2 separate regions of the Mus musculus genome follow, and region 2 is linked to region 1. A link is a contact called in public Hi-C data. All regions are on one chromosome and are shown on one strand. Each heading gives the region's core, a stretch centred on a gene start, on an enhancer-like site or on the middle of the called end of the contact. The rest is flanking DNA. Distances are from core to core; before and after follow the strand shown.

Evidence for each region. A called contact is a pair of places that touch in the nucleus more often than the background predicts.
Region 2: a Hi-C map of B cells shows a contact between it and region 1, with 5 read pairs. The contact joins the promoter of Csrnp1 here to the promoter of Cyb561d2 in region 1. A contact is called at or near these places in 1 of 39 promoter capture datasets (maxillary cranial neural crest) and 1 of 484 Hi-C or Micro-C datasets (B cells).

Annotation. Positions count from the first base shown.
Region 1 is chr9:107,540,724-107,543,650 of GRCm38.p6, forward strand. Cyb561d2 (cytochrome b-561 domain containing 2) reads right to left here and starts at 1,470. Exons shown (of 4, transcript NM_001357289.1): 1 at 1,312-1,470; 2 at 774-927; 3 at 280-317. The coding sequence starts at 900. It overlaps Nprl2 (NPR2 like, GATOR1 complex subunit), which reads left to right and starts at 1,486. Exons shown (of 11, transcript NM_018879.2): 1 at 1,486-1,730; 2 at 2,259-2,350; 3 at 2,445-2,613; 4 at 2,784-2,892. The coding sequence starts at 1,653.
Region 2 is chr9:119,982,408-119,985,334 of GRCm38.p6, forward strand. Csrnp1 (cysteine-serine-rich nuclear protein 1) reads right to left here and starts at 1,372. Exons shown (of 5, transcript NM_001357562.1): 1 at 1,212-1,372. It overlaps Gm33800 (a long non-coding RNA gene), which reads left to right and starts at 1,438. Exons shown (of 4, transcript XR_871355.3): 1 at 1,438-2,927.

The DNA of each region.
Region 1 (2,927 bases), core at 220-2,719:
CATCACCAGAAATTAAGGTTTTTAGGGACAGAGCAGCCTCCAAATGCCATTTCTCAGCTTCCTAGCTGGAGGTGAGAGAAGCCGCCCTTTTGTGCTTGGGTGAGCTTCATCTGTTCGTCCTGGGTCATGAATACCGTTTTCAAGCCTTGGATATTCGTCAGAAGCAGGAGTGAGGACATACAGCTCGTCTACACTGGCACTAAATGCCTACAAGGATTCTGAGAGCCACCAACAACGCCCACATTCTACCCCTAAAAGCTACCCAAACCCACTACTTACAGCCAGAGACATAAGAACGGGGTGCCAGGAGAACAGACCTGGAATGAGAAGAGGGCGCCTCATGGAACTAGGGAAAAAGAAACCAGCATACCAGGCTCTATAGCCGGGATGGACAGCCCATCCATCACCCAAGGAGGGGTCAAAATGCGAGCCTCCTCCAGTAACAAGCTCATCTTACCCACCCCCTGTTCTCTTCCCTGGACAGAAAGCACGCTCTGCCACTCCTCTGGCGGCTCCTTCCTCCAGCATCCCCACAAGTCAGGAATGAAATGCCAAATCAAAGGAAGAGAAGCCATGTACTTAAAGCTTGCCCTGGCGGGCAGAGCCCCCACACTGGTCTGCTCTTCCCACGACGTTAAATACGTTCAACAGAGAATATCCTTCAGCCAGTCAATCCTGTTCTCAGGAGTTACGCCCATCGTTTCCTACTGCCCCCTGTTCCCCAAGAGAAGTAGCTTTTCCCTTCCCATAAGTGGACTATGAATTCTACTTACTGGAGCCAGGTCTGGCAAGCACAGCAACAAAGATGGTAAAGCCTAACGCCACGAGGTGGGCTGCAGCCCCAGAGGCAGTGCGCAGAGCTCGGTAGATATGCGACTCCGTCTCCACAGAAAGGGCCATGGTCAGCCCAGCCGATAGCTGCACAGCCTGAAAGCATCGTAGGCGTTGGCAAGAGTGCCCACTGTCCACGCCCCTCACTGGGGACAGTAACTCAGGACAGAAATGGCACCTTTTCCCGGAGAAGTTATGACAGGAGCAGAGTAGTGCCGGCACTAACAGTCCCAACTTAGCAGTCTACCTGTCAAACACCTGTATTTGAAGTGGTAACGATCGCACCTTCCAAGTGGGAGGAGGAAGACTACAAATCCCAGAATGCAGCACGTCATCGTTAGCCGGAACGGAAGGCGTGGAGCACTACGGGAATTGTATTTCCCAGCTGCTTCCCTACCTAAGCGTGAATTTCTTTGCACACTGCCTCCCCATGTGCACCTGACACGCTGTACCTCCACCGTAGAATTTTGCCCTCCTCACCTGCTTCTCAGGTTCTACGCAGTGACTTCCTCCAAAATAAACTGGACCCTCGGCCCCGCCAGCCGCGCCACCGCTCCGTTACGGAGTAGCTTCACTTCCGGGTGCGATGTCTACCCACCCGAGACTTCCTGGGACAAGCCCCCTCCCATCCCATCCAGCGGCAACCACGCCCCCTGAGTCGCCCTGCGCAGGCGCTGTTGAGTTGACGGCTCGTTGGGTTTGCGCTCACAAACCTGTGTGACCTACCCGGGCCTCTTTCTCTTTTTGACAGGGTATTCCAAGGCGTAGAGGCGATCCCCACACGAAAAACAGGGATTACAGACTTGGATCCAGACAGCGCCATGGGCAGCAGCTGCCGCATCGAATGTATATTCTTCAGCGAGTTCCACCCAACGCTGGGACCCAAAATTACCTATCAGGTGCCTTCCACACTCCCGGACTAGGCGAGGGGAGGGATGCTCTCTGGAGCTCAGCTGGCCGCCTGGAGGGGTTGTGGTTCATCCACGCGTGTCTCTTCCATTGAATGGAGAGGGTACACAGACCCAGGTCTCCGGTTTCTAGTGTGGGGGAGGAGTTTTGTCCCCCAAACTGAATCAGGTTCTAGTGTGGGGGAGGAGTTTTGTCCCCCAAACAGAATCAGGCTATAGGTTTCGGGGAGGTGCTAAGGCTCATGAAGGTTTAGATGACCCAAGAGAAACACTGGACCAAGACAAATGATATATAAAAGTTAGGTGAGGGTAGAAAGGGGTATTCCAGGTAGTGGGAATAGTGAACGCAAAAGCCAAGGGAGCTTGCCAAAACATAGCATGTGTTTGGAAGCACAAAGTAGACCACTGGGTGGATGAGGGAAGAAAACGGTAGAGGGACTTGTGCCTGGGTGGGCTGTAAAAATCTGCCCGGACCCAACGTCCACTGAGGGAGCTCTCTCTCATGGCTGCCTTCTCCAGGTCCCTGAGGATTTCATCTCGCGAGAACTGTTTGACACGGTCCAGGTGTACATCATCACCAAGCCCGAGTTACAGAACAAGCTCATCACTGTGTGAGGCTTTAGTTGGGTGGGAGGAGAGGGGTCCCAGCCTGGCTTGGGGGTGGGGGTGGGGGCGGGGCAGGCTGACTCTGTTCTACCTCTCCAGCACAGCCATGGAGAAGAAGCTGATTGGCTGCCCCGTGTGCATTGAACACAAGAAGTACAGCCGCAATGCTCTCCTCTTCAACCTGGGCTTTGTGTGTGACGCTCAGGCTAAGACTTGTGCCCTGGAACCCATCGTTAAAAAGCTGGCCGGCTACTTGACCACGCTGGAGGTCTGCAGCAAGATGGGGCCAGGGTGGGTGGGTGGGTGCGTCCGTGGTGGGCACAGGTGGGGAGAGAGTTCCTGTGTCTTGAATCCCCAGCCTCCAGCAGCTAGCTCCATGTTGCTGCAGCAGGGAGCCTGAGGTGTGGTCACTCACTGTGCTGTCTGTGTCTTCCCCAGCTTGAGAGCAGCTTTGTATCCAACGAGGAGAGCAAGCAGAAGCTGGTGCCCATCATGACCATCCTGCTGGAAGAGCTGAATGCCTCCGGCCGCTGCACTCTGCCCATTGGTACGGCCGCCTCTGCCAGGACGGCAGATGAACAA
Region 2 (2,927 bases), core at 122-2,621, about 12 Mb after region 1:
GGGGGGGGTCACACTGCATGGTACAGGGACTGGAGCAAGGACAGCCAGTGCGCCTTCTGGTGGCGATGCAACTAAGAGGGCCTGTGTTAGCCCGAGGGCACAGGAAGCCACCCAAGTGCGTAAGTAAGGACTGACAATTCTAGATTTGCATGGTTGAAAGATGGCTCAGCGCCTGAGCCAGAGAGGGTGTGACCCGTAGGACACAGGGTAGGGCCAGGTGAACTGACAGGACAAGCGCAAAGGAGAAAAGGGGGTGGATTTGGTGACAGCTCGGGAGATGTGGGCGGGGCTGTCAAAGATTTGGGGGCAGAGAGTATTGACTTACTCTCTGCAGAAGGCTGAGACTTCGGTCCAGAGATGTTGGGTGGGTAGCTAGAGAGGAGGGAGGAATTCTCTGTTGTCAGGAAGGTGGGCTACATCTGGGAGTGACTGTATCGGCAACCCGAGTGACTAAGTGTGTGGCCGTTGCTGTGGTGTAGGCTTTTCTACAGTACATGAAGGCGAAAGGACCTCCGGGAAGGGGAAACTGAGGAAGGAGAGGAAATGCATGCAGAAGAGGGAGTAGAGGTGCGTGGGAGAGAGCCTACGTGTGCCCGCGGGTGGTCGGTGTAGCTGCGCCCCGGTGACTCACGGCAGTGGCCTCTGAGTGTGACGGTGACAGGTGAACATACGACACAATCCTTCTCCCCCCCGCCTCCCTCCCGGGGTCCGTGACTCACCAAGCCTCGCTCATTCCTCACTCATCCCTCCAAACCCTCCCTGACCCCCGCCTGCCGAGGGCGCCCGGCACACGCCGCAGCTCGGGCACCCTCCCCCTAGGGAGCCCGAGGAGGAAGACGACCAATGTCACCTGCCCCGGCCACGCGAGTAACTTCTGAAAAGTTCTCAGGCAACTAGGTCAAAAGGAAACTCACCCGCGGGCACGCGCGCCCCGTCCCACTGCCACCTGCGCCCGGCTTTGGGGCGCCTGGACATCTGGGGTAACCACAACGAGGCGGGGGAGGGGAAGCCTGCCCCCCCCCCGCCACCTCGCAGCCGTGGGCTCTCACTCCAGGCGCCAGATCTCCAGTCGGGCTCGGAGGCCGGATCCCGGCGTCCCCTCCGGAGGACCCAAGGGAGATCAGCGGGGAGCTGGAGTGACAGCGCCACTCACCCGAGACGCCCCCTGCCCCATTTCCCATCCCGCCGCGTTCAGGAACCGTGGCACTCACCTAAGCTAGCAGGGCTCGCCCAGTTCACCGAAGCCACTCGTGTGCCGGCCCCAGGGTCGCAGCGCACACAGCGACCCGCAGTGCGCTCGGCCGGGCGGCCGTCGGTGCAGCCGGCCCAGGTCTGCGCGTCCGGCGGCGGCGGGAGAGACTGGCTCAGCCCCGGCCCCGCCCGCGGCTCCGCCCTCCTCGTCAGTGGAAAACTCCGGGGCTCACGGCGCTGACGCACGCCGGGCCTCCCGCCAGGCCGCCCCGCAGCCCGCAGCCTTCGGCCCCGCCCCGGAGGCACCGCCCCCTCCCCCGCCTCGAGCCTCCCCGCGGACTGTGACCGGGCCGCGACGCCGCTGCTCCGCGCTCGGCTCCTAAGATCGCGGAGCCGAGCTTCGTGCAGAGCCGGGTCCTAGAGATGCCCGCTTCTCCACGCCGAGCAGTCCCGAGCTGCAGACTGGGTAGACTGAGGCTGCGAGCGATGGAAGCTCCTCCCCTGCCTCCACCCGCCCAGGGCAGATTATTATCAATTCAATCTGAGGACCCTTCCCCGGCCCTCACCCCACCTCTTTTTCCCAGATCCCGCAGAAAGTTAGCTCAGACTGGAGACCAGCCAGGGATGAGGAGAGAAGAAAAGGTCATCCTAGGGCCTGGCCTTCACCTCTGCCCTCGGGCCAGAGCCCTTACTCCGAACAATACCTAAAGTAGAGATTGCTGGAACCAGCTTCCCCACCCCCATCCCTCCTTAAAAAAAAAAAAAAAAAGAATCTGGTTTCTCCTAGGCCGGACCCTGGCTACTTACAGCGGATTGCTGCCTCCTCTGCTCCCGCCAAGACCTTCCTTAGGCTCGCAGCCAACTCCCTGTACTACTAGGCAGAAGAAAGTGTGTTCTAGCAGTCAACTTCTCTCTCAGGAGCCCACCCGAGTCCTCGTCAGCCCACGGCAGGGCCAGTTCGACCCAGTACCTAGAGCGCTTTTCTCTCCCGTTCTGACTGCACCGCCTGGAACGTTTCACCCTCACTCTGCTCACCTGAGGGAATCCCAACAACGTCTAGGATGGCTCAGCAAGGACTGCCTCCTCCTCCTGGAAGCCTTCGTGGAAGCTCGACCCTCCCCCTCCCAGCCCCGCTCCCGCTGCATTCTGGGTTCTTCTGACTGTCCTAGATGAATGCTGTCAGTGGCTAGTCCAACCCTCAGGATTCCATTCTCCCCTCCCCCGGGTGTAGTAGGGAGGTGACCTTCTGTCCTGCCTAAATGGCACCGAGGGTGGGGAGGATGACGGGCCCTTTCTTCAGTCTTCAGTCCTGGATGTACATGTGTACAGAGGACAAGCAGAGTGGGGGTGGGGGAGTCAGCCTGCCCTTTATCTGTGGTAATCTGGGGTCTGAGATCCTCAACACACAGCTTTGGTACACAGAAGCTGCCGGGTGGCTGAGTCTGCTCAGGAAATAGTCTACAGGGCTAGCTGAAGAAGCATGTAGCTCAATGGTAGGGCACTTTCTCAGCATGTGAAAAGCTCTAAGTTTAAACCCCATTTTGAGAACAAAACATGGCAGATCCGTGGTGGTGCAGGCCTTTAACTCCAGCATTCAGGAGGCAGAGGCTGGGGAACCTGAGTTCCGGGCAGCCTGGTCTACAGAGCAAGTTCCAGGACGGCCAGGGCTACACAGAGAAACTCGAAAACAAAACATGACCTGGCATGGTGTTGCACACTTTTAATCCCAACACTCA